Linked DNA regions of Mus musculus: region 1 is linked to region 2. The links are chromatin contacts, called in public Hi-C maps. All regions are on one chromosome and are shown on one strand. Each heading gives the region's core, a stretch centred on a gene start, on an enhancer-like site or on the middle of the called end of the contact. The rest is flanking DNA. Distances are from core to core; before and after follow the strand shown.

Region 1 (7,107 bases), core at 2,720-5,219, 2.8 Mb before region 2:
ACTCCAACGGCTCCCGGTTACAGAGAACTGAAGGTGAATGTCCCACTATCTTTCTGAGATACCTGTCTGCCAAGAAAGACCTCCAAACCACCTGTGGTGGCACACGCCTGTAATCCCAGTACTTGAGAGGTGGAAGCAAGACTCAGGAGTTCAAGGTCAGCCTGGGATGCCTAAGATCTATCTCAAAATAAAATAAAATAAAATAAGACCTCCAAACTTGCATTCAAGACCAGGACCCTCTTCCAATGAAACATATATCAACCCCAGGCCTTTTCCTCAAGATCAAATTTCTTCAACTTTTATTTTACCAAAGACAAGTTGGTTTTTAAAAACCTAAAATGTAATGTGCTGGCTGAAAGAATGTAATCAGAAAGTAATAGTTCTAATTACACATTCACATGTTTTGATAAAGAAAAGAAGAGAAAAGAAAAGAAGAAAGAAAAGTACATGCAATGAATTTACAAATCAGAATGAATCATACCCCATTTTGTCTGGACTTTTATGTTCTAAATATTAAGTCTTGCATGTAGTTTGTGGTGCTGTGGGTCAGACTCAGGGTCTTGCACATGCTAGCTAAGCATTCTACTGCTAAGCTACACCCATACTTCAGTGTTTTGTGTATCTCAGTTCACAGCAGCTTTCTTTAAGGAGTTGCAGGAGACCATATTGACAAAGCTTTTAAATAAAACAACCCGAGAGCAAAGAAGGCACTTTGAGATATTGAGCAGCGGTGCTCTGTGTACCCAGCTTCAGAGTGATATCCCCAGATGAACCACGGCTTTCCAGTGTTCTTACAGACAGCTGCCAGGTGACTTCTGGTAAAATACAGTCATCTTGGGGCACGGTGACTTTCCGGAGGCTACTGTCAGCTCCCGAAGAGAAGGCGCTCTGCTGCTAGCCTATTTCTCAAACCTCCAGAGCTGGTTTTTATCAAGGGCATCACACGTTTTCATATGGACACTAGGTCGGCCCTCGGCTGTCCGGTAAGCACTAAGACACAGTCTTGTGTGAGGGTGAAAAATCGTTCCGTCTTCTTTAAAATGCCAAATGATGTTCACTGGAACTGGGAGCCCGTCTTTGGGGCAGTTTTGCATCCCTACATAATCCTTTTGTTGGGGGACCTCTGCACATAATTCAGTCACGGAATTGAATCTGATTTCTTTGTTTGAAGTATATTCAAAGAACTGATTGCCTCCTTGACCGTGGCATCCAAACAACGAAAGATTAGCCCCCGTAGGGTTGTTGTCGGGAGCGTTATAATCTAAGCACTCGGAAGAGATGCCCATGCTGCGGATGGCTCCGTGCCAGCCAGGTCTATCCTCGGGGACGTGTAAGTTAGAGAACACATTTTTCAGATACCAGTCGAAGCTCTTACATTTCAGCCGTTCCCTTAGTAACTTCCTTTCAGAAAGATCGCCATAGGCCTCTTTCCGAGCTGGGGGGTTTCGGTTATAGAAATGCTCTTTGTATTCATCCATCCACACTTCGGCCGCCCGCGCGGTATTCTGTAGGAAGTTGGGGCGAGCATAGGGCGCGCGCTTGGGAAACACGTGGCCCACGTGCGAGCATGGGTGGATCTCCAGCTTGCCGCCACACTGCCAAACCCTGAAAGACAACTCAAGGTTTTCGCCTCCCCAGACTTCCATGCCAGTGTCATAGGTGCCCAGGTACTGAAAATACTTCTTGCTGACAGCAAACAGTCCTCCTGCCATGGTGGGGGACCTGATGGGGTCAATTCTTGACGTTCGCCTGTCCCTTTCATGTTTGGGGACAGAATGCCACTGGAAGGTCAAACGCCAGTCAAACCCACCAATCATGGGCTCCCCGGTCTGCATGTAGAATTCGAAAGTGTTCCAGTCAATAGTGTCGATGACAGGACATACGATTGCGGTTTCGTCTCTACTGATCCTCTCCAAAAGTGGTTCCAACCAACCAGTGTTACACTCACAGTGACAATCCAGGAAAGTGAGGACATCCCCGGTGGCAAAAGTGGCCCCAATTAGACGGGCCCGGACCAGCCCCTCTCTCTTATTGGTTCTAATCAAGCGAACTCTCTCCAGGTTGCTGATGTAAGTTTCAAGTTGCGCCTTCAAATAAATTCTATCACTCAAGTCATCCACCAAGATGATCTCCTTTAAAAGCACAGCTGGAGAAGTTTCTAAAACACTGTGAATGGTCCGAAGCAGAGTGGACCAGGCTTCGTTATAGAAGGCGATGATAACGGAGGTGGTGGGGAGCGACCTGTAGTGGAACTTCTTGGCTTTACACTCATACATTCTTTTATCCTCTATGTGGCGGTGCAGGGAGATCCTGTCACTGAGGTAAATGTTGATGGCATATCTCTCAATAAGTTCTTCTTGCTGCTTCAGTTCCCCCTCGTTGAGCTGGAGTTTGCTTGCTCTCCCCCATTCCCCAAGAGCATGGGAATCTGCAGGGGGCTTTATATAAAGAGGCTGAGACAAATCCTCTTCCCTTGTATCAAGGTCCGGGAGCCGCCTTGGCCCCAGCTCCCTGGCACCGCCGGCTCCTGGAGAGGCATACAAAGTGGAGACTGAGAACTCCACCAGAATATAAGCCAGTGTTAAAAGGGCCAGCAGCAGGCAGCTCTTGCCTGCCCAGGTCCACCTCACGGCCATCCGGATCCTCACGGGTCGTGTGTAGACGCGGCCACCGAGCCAGCACGCGGGGAAAGCGCCGCGGATCCTGAAGCTGGAGTTCCCGGCTCAGGTAGGGGCGAACTTCCGAGAAGGTTCCTCCTTTCATGTAGGCGCTCGGCTCCTTTCCGACACCGGAGTTTCCCAGGGGTCACTTGAGACCCCCTCGCTCCCCGGCCTCTGGTGGTGCTCAACTGGTCGGTCCCCACTTCCTCCTGCTCGTCTCAGAACTTTTCACAAACTCTCCAGCCAATACTCCACCCTCCTCGGGCCGATCACAAACCCCTCCCCTTCCCACTCACTCCTCCTGGTGGTTAGTTCACGAAAGTTGTCTGTCAGGCCGGGACCAGTCGAGTCCTTACCCAGCAAAGACCCAGGGACCCAGAGTGGCCGGGTACATCCCATCGCGCCTGGCTCACTCAGGCAGGGATGGAAGAAAGGCTTTCTGCCAAGTGAGCTTTGGTTACTGTCAGAAAAGGAAAGAAGAAAGAAAGGAAAAACAAAAACAAAAACAACTTACCAATTTGTTTGCAGTTGGGGCTGAAGTCAGCGGAGGTGATGGCAGCTTTGTGACCTTTAAAAGAACGTTCCAGAATCGGATCCTCCTAGGATGGAAAGTTGTTAGGTTTGAAAGCAGGTGCAGAATTCCAGCTCTCGACATCAGACGTCAACGTTGCCTGTCCCCCGGGATCGAAGAGGAGGACCCCGCAGCATCAGCGGGCAGCGAGAGAGGCGTGGGCATTACAACCCGGCTGAGAGGCTCGGGCACTGCCCCAGCTTCCATCCGGAGGGGTCCCCACCATCGGGAGGAACCCCCAGCCCAGGCACCAGGGCGAGCCGCCGAGGGACCCGCCCACCGCACCGAGCTGCAGATGCTCGCCGAAGCCTCCCGCGCTCTTTAAACCTCCCTGGTGATTCTGACGCAGGCGCGCCGCGGGAACCCAGCCGGCGAGTCCCGGAGCCAGCTCCGCCTCAGCCCCGAGCGCCGGGATCTCTCCGGGAGCAGCGCTCACCGCTCAACCCGGGCACGGCGTCCCGCTCCGGGGAGGTGAGCGAGCTGCGGAGCTCCGGGTCTCGGGGCTACCTCCCAGGCCTGCCAGACTCGGCGTGGTTCCCCTCCTCCCGGTCCCGCCGCCCAAGGATGATCGGCTCCGGTAGCGGCGGGGACCTTACCAGGCCGGAGGCCATGCGGGGAGCGGACGGCGCCCGGGGCCTTGGGGGACCAGGGAGGGGTGGGGACGAGGGGGGACCGTGCGGCGCCCGGAACCGTCAGACTGGAGTGCGGGCGCTTCCCGGTCACTACAACAACGGCGGCCCAATCAAAGCCCGCGCTCCAGGCGTGGCCAGACGAGCCCCGAGACGCCGCGCGCGCGCGCGCTGCCGACAGCCGAGAGCCTGGCGGGAGCGCGCCGCGGGGGGTCCGCCGCGCGCGCACACAGCGAGCCCCGCGAGCTTCGGAGGTAGCGGACTACCGGGTTGTTGTCGGGAAGCGGGTTGGGACTTGGAGAGAGAGAGAGATGTGATCGGTGGTGGCGAAGCGGAGGAGAGTCGGTGATCGATGCAATCAGGATTCTATTACACCTTAAAGAGAACGGCGCCCAACTCGGCTACTCCGGAGAGGGGAGCTTGGGTGCACAAGCTAGACAGTAACAGGACGTTGAGCGGGACTAAGTTCCTTGTGTTCAATTACTGGTTTTGCACGTACTATAGATACAAATGCTGGCAGCACATGATGGGTAATATTTTATTCACATGTTCACCCTGTTTTTCTTTATTCAATAGTATTCTATTATCTATTTGATTTATTCTGTTCTCAACCGCTTGTTTGCATATGCCTTATTAAACTCACACACACACCTGAAGTGGTCGGAAGACTTGGAAACTTTAAAGTTTCTAGACCACGTGGTTACAATAACGGTCCCCACTTTAGACTTTTTTTTTTCCCCACACATACTATCATTTGTGCTTCAGCAACAGGGTTTCAAAGCTAGAGAATGTTGTCGGTGGCAGTTTGTACATGGAAGGCCACATTTTGATGCTTCTTCATACCCCTCGACAACAAACAACAGCATTAAACCCTGCCCCGGAGCATAAAAGACTCAGCTGAAAATTACATACGGAACACAACTTCTTGGCAGTGGAATGTCGTGATAAACTGGTAAGGTACATGTTGTGTGTAAATAAAAAGTGTAGTAATTACAGGTTCCCTCGCTGTATTTGCGTTTAGTCTTAACCACTATATAGCAATTATGTAAGTGCAATACCGTATTAGTTTGACACATGGGTGGATGTTAAATATCTGTTATATGTTTGACACCAAGGGCTAAACTTTGTTATAAACAAAACAAACCCCTGAATGCCAACATAGTTCCCTCCCCTCAAGAACTTGGCACTGGGATGTAGCTCAGTTGGAGAGTGCCTAATGAACTAAACCCTTGCTTGTATTCCCAGCGCCCTCATCAACACAACCTGGCATCAGTAACTATAGCCCTGGGGAGGTGGAGGCAGGAGGATCAGAGGCATAAGGTTGTCCTTGGCTATACTGTGAGTTTGATGCCAGTCTAAGCTACATGAACTCTGTTAAGCAAATAAAAAACAGACGACAACCCTGCTGTATTCTACCTTAAGGAGTCTCATGTTTTAGTATAATTGATGCTAGTTGCCAAAGATGCTGATTCAGCATATATGGGGCAGAACCTAGAGCCCTACAGGTATAACAAACTGCTTAGGTTTTGCTATAGGAGTCTTGGCTGTGTACGTGGAAAATGTTGCTCTAATAGAGGAAGGGATGTGTTAAGGGTCTTGCTGTGATGGAGGGCAGTGGTGTAGGTCGGGGATAGAGAATATGGTTAACACAGAAAAACATGGATTTGATCTCCAGCACTCGAACACACAGAGTCAGTCTCCACTTCTCATATGTGTATGAGGCAGAGACAGAATGAAATGAGAATCGGTACCAGCAACCTGTGATTTTGCCATTCTATGTTTCCCTTTTAAAAAAATGTTTAGTTTTGGATGCCAATTAAACATAAAAGTGGTATGGAATTGTGGGAAAAAACAGTACGGCATTTACTCAGAAATGAAATAATTTACTCATGATCCAGCAAGACAGGGACCAAACATCTGTATTCACTAGAGTTTGCAGCCTTAGAAGCAGCAGGCAAAAACGAGAGACAACTAATATCCAGCAAATGAGTGGGTAAATAAAATGTACATAATAGAAATAGCATTTGGCCATAAAAGCAGATGAAATTTTGATACATGCAAGTTATGTGATAATTGTGAACAAATAAATAGGCCACACACACACACACACACACACACACACACACACACACCAAGTTGTGTGATTAGATTTGCATTAGGTCAGCAGAATAAGTGGATGTTTATTTCTTGTATATTTGATCACAGGGAAATACTCCAATGTTAAAACCAGAAATCAAGGCTTTTGGATCTCTCATAGCTACATCTAATATTGGGCATAGCAGATTCAAAGACAGGAGGTTGGAGAGATGAAGTCAAAGAAAAGACAAACGGAGGGTTTTTTTTTTCTAATTGAGTACTATTTTGAAATCTTCAGTTATCACAAACGAGTTGTTAAAGGTAGGCAAGCCGGAAAGCCAGGAGGTAAAGCAGGTTATAAAAGCACCCTTCTTTGTCACTGTAAACCATCCCTGTACCTGTGGTAGGTAGGTATTCCACAGCTACTCACTGAGTTCCTTTTGTATCAGTCCTCTGTTGCCACGATAATGTTGTGTAAGCTATTTAAGGGTCAGTGGCACACAAAACTGGACTGCTGGTTTAGTTCATGAATAGACATGCTTTACATTAAATAGATGAAGAGATGGGCTCTGGACTGTAGCCTGCCACTGTAACTATACTAAATGCTCACATTGTCCAGTTGCCTTTTAAGCGTTTATGTCTATACTCATAGGCCTGGGCTACTCACAACATTGCTCAGAGAAGCAGCCTTTTACAGTCGGCAGCAGTCAGTGCAGAGACCCACAATTGGTCAAAGTGCTGGGACTAAGAGTCTGTGAATGCTTGTCCTACACAGGACACCTTTATCACATGCCATATCAACACTCCCTAAGTGTTGAGGAACATCACCAAAGAGCAACTAGAGAGAATGCTACGAAATGCAGTCTCTGGCCTGTGATGTGGCTATTGCACATGCGTAGTAGCTGCAGTTACCTGCACAAGATGGAGCTGGTGCATAGCGTGGATGTGGGTGGTGCTCTCTAGACCCCACCCCTAAACTGAGGAGCTATTGGCAGTTGGTAGCTACTGGGAAGGATGGATCATTCTAACTACTAGTTTTTTTCTCACCCTCCAGTGGACCACCCCATGCCGTGCACATATGGGCAGCTCCCGCTGGACTTGGATTATTAATGAAGATGGGAAGCTGCAAGAGGGGACCATTGGGAGGCTTCTAGGGGAAGTTCAAGGCCAA
Region 2 (7,482 bases), core at 4,690-7,189:
GGAGCCGAGTAACTTTGGACTGAATCCTCCTGTACTGTGAGTCCAAAATAAATCTGTTTTAACCTGTTTATCATACATATTTTGTCCTAGTGATATATTAACAATGTAGAGGGCACCAATACCATGCCATGTACAGAGTATTGTCCCTTCTAAGTTGTTGATTAGAACCAGGTGGAGACTACACAATGCAGGTGTCCATGACCAGAAGAGGATTTGCCTTGACCGTAATGTCACTTGGGCTTCAGGGTAATTCTTGAATGGGTTTCTTGCTGTGCAGAGAGACACAACCATTATATAGTGTTTTGTGCTAGTGTTCTGTTTCTGGGTAGAGACACTATGACCAGGGCATCTCTGACAAATTCAGGCAAGCCATCTTACTTGCTTATAAACTGGTTAGGACTACACAGAAATACTTAAGGCAAGGTCTGATTGCAGATGTGGCATGCATCTAGCTCACTTTCACGGAGGGCAAAAGAGGACCAATTTGGATAATCAAGTGTGCTGAGGTCAGGCCAAGCTGACTCCTCTCACCTCCTCTGGAGCCCTTCTCATGACACATGTCTCTCTTTTGAAAATGAGGTGAGGGTTGCGTAACTGAATTCTTGAATAAGGTCAGTTATAAACATCACAGTCACCATCTCTTGTGTGAGTCAGAAACTGCTAGTCTGGACTTGCTATCAGAAGACACAGACTGAGAGAGAAGGGTTGTACTTTTTTTTTTAACCCATCAGAAAGCCAGAAATGATATAACATTTACAGAAGGTCAGATAGTTAAGTTTCCACCTGGCATAGGCTGTTCATGAGCTGCTTTTGAAGTTCTGGCTTCTTGATAAAGGGCTAAAAACACAGGAAAATAAAATTCCTTATGGTATGCTTTTTGCATAGGTGTGTGCACAGGAGACCAGACCATAGAAACAGTCTAAGAAGGTTCTACCATTTGTCCCAATCATGTGTAAGGAAGACAAACAAAAGGTGTTGAACCCTCCTCGACACCCTCCTCGACACTAGAAGTGTTCCTTTGGGAAACAAGAGTCAATATTTGAACTTAAAACAAACAGCCCTAAGTTCAAGGAACTCAAGAAATTTCTCAATTGCCCACTCATTCCTGGTATGTCATACACACAGCAAAGATGACTGTAGTCACCACAAACAGGAACTATGTACATGGCTGGGGAAAGGTCAGCCGATTAGATGTGTTTGGCATCAAGGCTCCTGGCACAACCACCACAAGCTGACCAGTCATAGCAGAGGAACAATATGGGAATCTTTGTTTGAGTGAACTACAATCCACAAGCATCGAACACAGGTGATTCAAAGCACACATTCAACTCTCTTGGAGGGTGAAACTTGGGAGAAGGAAGTCCACTTCACCAGGCTACTAAGTAGGAAACATTCATGAATCACTCAGCACGTATCACAATCACCAAAGCCGATAGAGCACAGCTGTGTGTCAAGATGCCCATGCTGGACTCCCACACAGCCCGTTCTCCTCCAGGCTAGCTGACCTTCAGGCTCTGACTACAGGTCTTAAGGGGATTCTAGGTGTCTTCCAGACTCTGGTACCTTTCATATCCCCTTTGAGCCAATGTCCCACATTTAAAGCCTTTCCCTTCTCCCTCACCTCCAGCTGCAGAATATGTTAGGATTAGCCTTTTTTTCAAAGTTCCTGCTGGGGTAAATTTCATGCGTCTATTTCCTCCCAACCCCCTGCCCCCAGCACATTCTCTTAATTAATTCAAAATTTCTCAAGTTTTTCTTAAAGGCCATAATTTATTCGGTTTCATAGACGTTTCTTTTTGACTCATTCTTCTCTCCAAACACCAGAGAGCCGCACGGATTCTGATATTTTTCCATAATTTCTAGCCCCGAATGACTCTGTGACTACAACGGAGCTTTTAAACATCGGTGAGTGGGGAGTGAGGATGTATAGGTGTTATTCATTCAGTCACTCATTCATTATTCATAAGCTCCTTACTGAATGCCTTCTAGTGCTTGGTTATTTTAAATCTACACAAAGTAATTCCAGTTCCGAGGAAACTCAATCTCAGGAAAGAGGAACATAATGCTTTTGGAACTCCATGCTGTCAGGTTTACAGTAAGCAGTGGCTCTCAGCATTAGCTGCACAGTAGAGCCAATCAGGCACTCTAAGCATAGACACCTACTCCAACTAAGACAAAGGGAATAAAAATCTCTGAGCCGGGTTTAATGATCCCATGGATAGAGGGACTCTCTGTGGTCCTAAAGAGGTTCCTATCCTGATTAATAAAGTATCTGTCTTGGGGTTTCTATTGCTGCAATGAAACACCAAGACCAAAAAGCAGTTGGGTTTGCGGGGGGGGGGGGGTGATATTCAGCTTATAATTCTAGATCATTGTCCATCACTGGAGGAAGCCAAGATAAGAACTCAAGCAATGTCTGGAACCTGGAGGCAGGAGCTGATACAGAAGCAATGAAAAGGTACTGCTCACTGGCTTTCTTTCCCTGGCTTTCTTTCTTTTCTTTTCTTTCTTTCTTTTTTTTTTTTTTTTACGGAGACAGGGTTTCTCCGTAGCCCTGGCTGTCCTGGAACTCACTTTGTAGACCAGGCTGACCTCGAACTTAGAAATCTGCCTGCCTCTGCCTTCCAAGTGTTGGGATTAAAGGCCTGTGCCACCACGCCTGGTGCTCAGCCTGCTTTCTTATAGAATCCAAGACCACCAACCCATGGATGACACACCCACAATGCGCTAGGCCCTCCCTCATTGATCACTAATTGAAAAAAAAAATGCCTTATAGCTGGTTCTCATGGAGGCATTTCATCAACCGAGGCACTTACATCTCTGATGACTCTAACTTGTGTCAGGGTGACACATAACACCAGCCAGTACAGTATTCAGGGATCCAAGGAAAGATGATCTATGAGCCGAATCTTAACAGATGGCTTTCTCAGTGAGGGTGTGGGAAACATATCCTAAGCAGGAAGGCCTGGGGTGAGTTTATAGAACATCCTGAGATGCTGGGTCAGGTTTAGAGAGCTGGAGCATGTGGACTTCATGTCTCTAGTGAACAGCAGTCCTAGAGGAATTGGTACCCAGGAAGTGATATGGTCCATCTTATACACATCTAAAGAACTAAGTATTTAGGGGGCAGATTTGACTTCCATCACAGCTTACCTTCATAAGAACTATCTCCTTTTTACTAAAATTTTTTGCCGGCACTCCTTTGGTTTCAGACATTGAAGAGAGGAAACTGTTCCCGTGAGTGATTCTTTTCCTCATGCTTGCCTGAGCCACAGAGTGTGTTTTCTCACTCAAGTAAAATTCTCAGCTGATGGCGGAGAAGGAGCTTGGCTCTACACAGGCTTGTCATCGGTACGTGCTGATGGTGTTGAGCCAAATACTGGTTTTTCATTGTTCAGAGTATTTTGTTACTTGTACCATGCTGTCCTCATCGGCAAGGGAAAACACGGGGGTCAGAATTGTTACAGATAAAATAGAATTTATTCACGGGAAGGGGCTTGAGCACTGAAGAAGCCAAGCAGGGAGGTACTTAGCCCCAGCCCCAGCCCCAGCCCCAGCCCCACCTTTCCAAACATCAAGCACCTTTGGTGTTGCTTTGGTTTATGTGACTGCTGCCACTCCTGGATGGGTCTTGGGTTTCTATGGGTTTCAATACGGACTTTTCTTTGAAGGTACACTTTCAATTCAATCACAGTTAGTTCTACAGGGATAAATCAGACCAGGAGGACAGAGGGAAAGCAAAAAAACAAAACAAAACAAAACAACAACAACAAAGAAAACAAGCCTACTAAATTTAATGCACATTGTTAACTGTGAAGGTCTGGATTTAGAATTTGAGATGTATGTTTCCCCTCCCCTGTCAGAAATAAATTCTTTATTATTATAAAAGTTCCTTGGAAAGGACATAAAAGATATTAGGACTTGTATAGGTAATGACAAACTAAAGTAGTGTTTTCAGACTGAAACATTGGTGGCCCTGATAGACTGAGAAACTCCCCAGGCCTCTTCCAAAGATGTACTTGATGGAGAAGCAAGGGCCGGATTCTCCATTTCCCAGCCTCCAGTTTGATTTGCTTTCCATGACATTAGGTTATAGCAACTGAGGTTTGAGAAAGAAAAAAAAATGTCATTCATCATTTCTATTTATAGTTATGGCTAAGGAAGCTATTGAAGGACATGTAAAAATCTGTAAAATATATATGTATGTATACATGTACACATTCAAGGAAATAATTACACACACACACACACACACACCATCTCCCATGTTTTAACAAAGAAAGCACAACCTCCTGACGCTGCCATTTTCCACACAGTCTTTTGTTCGTTTCTTGAACAGCTGCCGCTATGAGTAGGTGAAACACACACACACACACACAGATCAAATTGCAGTTAGGTGTGTCAAAATGACTGGGTGTTCTTGTTCTGGGTTCCCAAGGCTAATTATTATTTTTAACGCCGTTTGATATGCTAAGTGAGGCTGCAGTAAGAGTCCTCATGTGTGCATTAGTCATTGCCATCACCGCCCATGGGTACTTCTGCATGTTTTGCTGCTTCCAAAGTGTCTGTAAACGATTCTATCTAAGCATCTGAAGAACATCACAAGCAGCTTCCTCTATGGTTTTTTCCTAGGAAATAAATACCAAACTGGCACAACGATGGCAAAACCGTGAGTGACATCAGTACATACAGTGCCCTGTCCTTCCATCCTGTCACGTGCCTGGTGGGTAAACATAAATAAATCACCTAATTTCCCTGTGCCTCAGTTGCTCTATCTGTAGTATGGAGCAATGAGGAATGAGATCTCAAGGGCCCACTTTTGAACTATAAAGCAGGCTTCTCTAAAGAAGGAGAGAAGGAAGGAGGGTCCTGTGGTGTGTTCGGCCTGTTCCACATAGCTAACTGCAGTTGTTTCCCGTTGCTAGGTCGTTTATTGATTGCCTACAACTAAACCTATTATCTTTGTCTAGAATCTTTTGAAGCAATCCATGAATAACAACTCATTTCAATTTCATAATGACTCCGAGGTCTTACCAGCTGTTGCCGCGCCTGTCTTACAGACTAACAAACAGACGCAAAGACACAAAGCCATTCGATTCAAGTCTGGCAGGTGTGAGACATAGATCCAGGGCTCACGTACTACAGCTAGTTCAGGGTCCTGGAATCCACTCTGTTATGTCCTGCGGAGCGGCCAGGAGCTTGACTGAGAGGCAAAAACAGCTAGCATCCTCAGGCTCTGCTCTCCAAGAACACACTGAAGATCACTGAAGGGCTAGCAAGCCCTCTACGTGGGCTAGCATGGAACAGAGAGGTCTCAACAATTTGAAGGAACATCAGGAAGTGTAAACCACCCCCCAACCTTCTGTAAGCATTCCTACCACACCCCACTAAGGTGGAGGGGGGCGGGGGCTGGAGGCAAGGAAGGGAAATCATACCAATACATGCCTGCTCCAGATCCAATCTTCCAGAAACAGTCCAAAGGAACACCCTGGGCATGTTCAAGACTTGATTTATTTAGTAGCTAACAGCGTAACTGCCAACTACAATCTTCAAACTAGCTTTACCCACTGCCCCACCCATCCATCAGACCTTGCCATTCCCACAGGCAGTGAGAAGGACCAGGTATGTTCATGTGTAGATTTCTCTGCTTGCTAAAACCCCCCAGGCTTTCCTTTGTTCTCAGGACATGCAAGTGGCCACCTGTATACCTGTGTTCTGGACTGTACGTAATCCTGCTGTCAGCTCCCAAATAAAACTCCCTTATTGATTGACTTTTGACAATTCCAGTCATTTTGTTTGTTTGTTTTGTTCTGTTTCGTCGTCCCCCACCCCCACCCCATTTCCTTCCCTTAAGGCAGCTCGAGGTAATAAAGGAACTGCCTGGTCTTGATCACGAGGTCCTCTTGCCTCAGCCTCCAAGTCCAGGATGACTACAGTGCCTAGGGGCATCTCTGCGATTTCAATCTGCCCTCTACAGGCCACAAGGAATACCCTAAAAGAATGATCTGCCACCAAGCTTCTGGTTCTCCCATGGCACTTGCACCACAAACACAGTGATTCCCAAGCTGGTGGCCACCTTACGACACTGTTCTGTCACTTGCATAAATGTCTTTTTGGTGTGTTGTCAGGCAAATACCTGACACTTGGCACTCTGAAAATTCCTAAAACACCACATACTGCAAAGTCAATGATTTGACCAGCTGTGAGCCCGCTTGCAACCCAAACCGGCAGGACTAGAAACAAATCGCACTGCTTCATGCTACAGAGCCATCTTTCCTAAGGGTGGGTGCGGTCTTGTGATCCTTGTGTCCAGTCCAGTTTCTCATATGTGTATTGTGACTTCTGCTTGTGCAAAACAGGACGTTGCTTAACCAGGCCCTTATGGGAGGAAATACAGCCCAGCAAGCAGAACAATGATTTGAAAGTCCTGAGTTCTATTTTCAGATCTGCTGTTGACTGGCTGTGCAGTCAGCCCTACGAAGGTCATTAGCAAAATGGCCTTGCCCTGTTGGCGGTCTCTGTATTCGCAGCTCTGGACGGGAAACAAATCAGGGAGCTGGCACTCAGCCTTGAGGAACTAGAGTCTTAGGAGAATAGATGTATCGTCAGGCTTTGTCTTCATTCTTAAAGCAAAAGCACAGAACAAAGCCTCTGGGGTGGGGGAAAGGAGCTGGAGTAGAATTCAGAGAGGAACCTGATAACCTTTCCAATACCAGAGACGTGAAGGGATGGCATGAGCGTTCAGGTCAAAGGCAGCTCTTTGGCACATGCTGAATCTCCTGTGTGGGATACGGAAGAGACAAAGGAACCTGAGCTTTGACAGACTTCTGTGAACTGAGTCAAAAACAGATATCCAGAGTGCTGCCTGGTAGGGAACAGGCTGAGGACTGGAAGGGTCTGTGGAGAACCAGAAAGCTTATAGCCCCTTCTAAAGAGTCTGCACCAGCTCTTTGTCCCTCAGATAAGCCAGTGACAAGGTCCTGAAGTGCTAGTGTTTTAAGAGGCACTGCACACTACCATTTTTATCAGGACTTCCCTTTTCTTTAAATGAAGATCCATCCAAGTTTTAAAGTGATAGCGGGCAGGTAAAAATGTGTGTGTAACTTGAACAAAGCCCTTTCCACATCTCTTTAACATGTCCATGGATGGGATTTCATAAGAGTTGAATTATTGTTTTCTGATAATGGAGCTATTCCTTTAAACAGAAGGGAATGAGCAGTCTAGAATGCGCGAGTGTTTAAAAAAATCCCAGTGCACGGGGCTGGGGAGATGGCTTAGTTGTTAAAGTGCTGGCTGGGGAGATGGCTTAGTTGTTAAAGTGCTTGCTATACAAGCAAGCGGACTTGAGTTTGGATGCCTAGAGCCCCTGTGAGAAGTGATAAGACAGTTGCCTTAGAGTTAATCTTGCTTTGGTGAAACACTACCACCAAAAGCAACTCGGGGAGGAAAGGGTTTATTTGACGTACACATCCTGAATCAGAG

Evidence for each region. A called contact is a pair of places that touch in the nucleus more often than the background predicts.
Region 1: a Hi-C map of B cells shows a contact between it and region 2, with 7 read pairs. The contact joins the promoter of Poc1b here to the enhancer-like site in region 2. A contact is called at or near these places in 1 of 484 Hi-C or Micro-C datasets (B cells) and 1 of 115 datasets of contacts at active chromatin or transcription factors (embryonic limb bud).

What each region holds. Positions count from the first base shown.
Region 1 is chr10:99,103,944-99,111,050 of GRCm38.p6, reverse strand. It overlaps Poc1b (POC1 centriolar protein B), which reads right to left and starts at 3,969. Exons shown (of 12, transcript NM_027740.7): 1 at 3,828-3,969; 2 at 3,175-3,259. The coding sequence starts at 3,842. Galnt4 (polypeptide N-acetylgalactosaminyltransferase 4) reads right to left here and starts at 2,916. Exons shown (of 1, transcript NM_015737.4): 1 at 1-2,916. The coding sequence starts at 2,636. The coding sequence ends at 900.
Region 2 is chr10:96,331,913-96,339,394 of GRCm38.p6, reverse strand. The region is part of intron 2 of Gm33782 (a long non-coding RNA gene); the gene reads right to left. Among named protein-coding and RNA genes, the nearest start is that of Gm33782, 27 kb to the right of the region's middle. Within about 2 kb of position 5,939, at least 117 of the 459 cell types and tissues checked have an H3K27ac peak or open chromatin away from gene starts, as enhancers often do. A contact at or near this core is called in B cells, where this site is marked.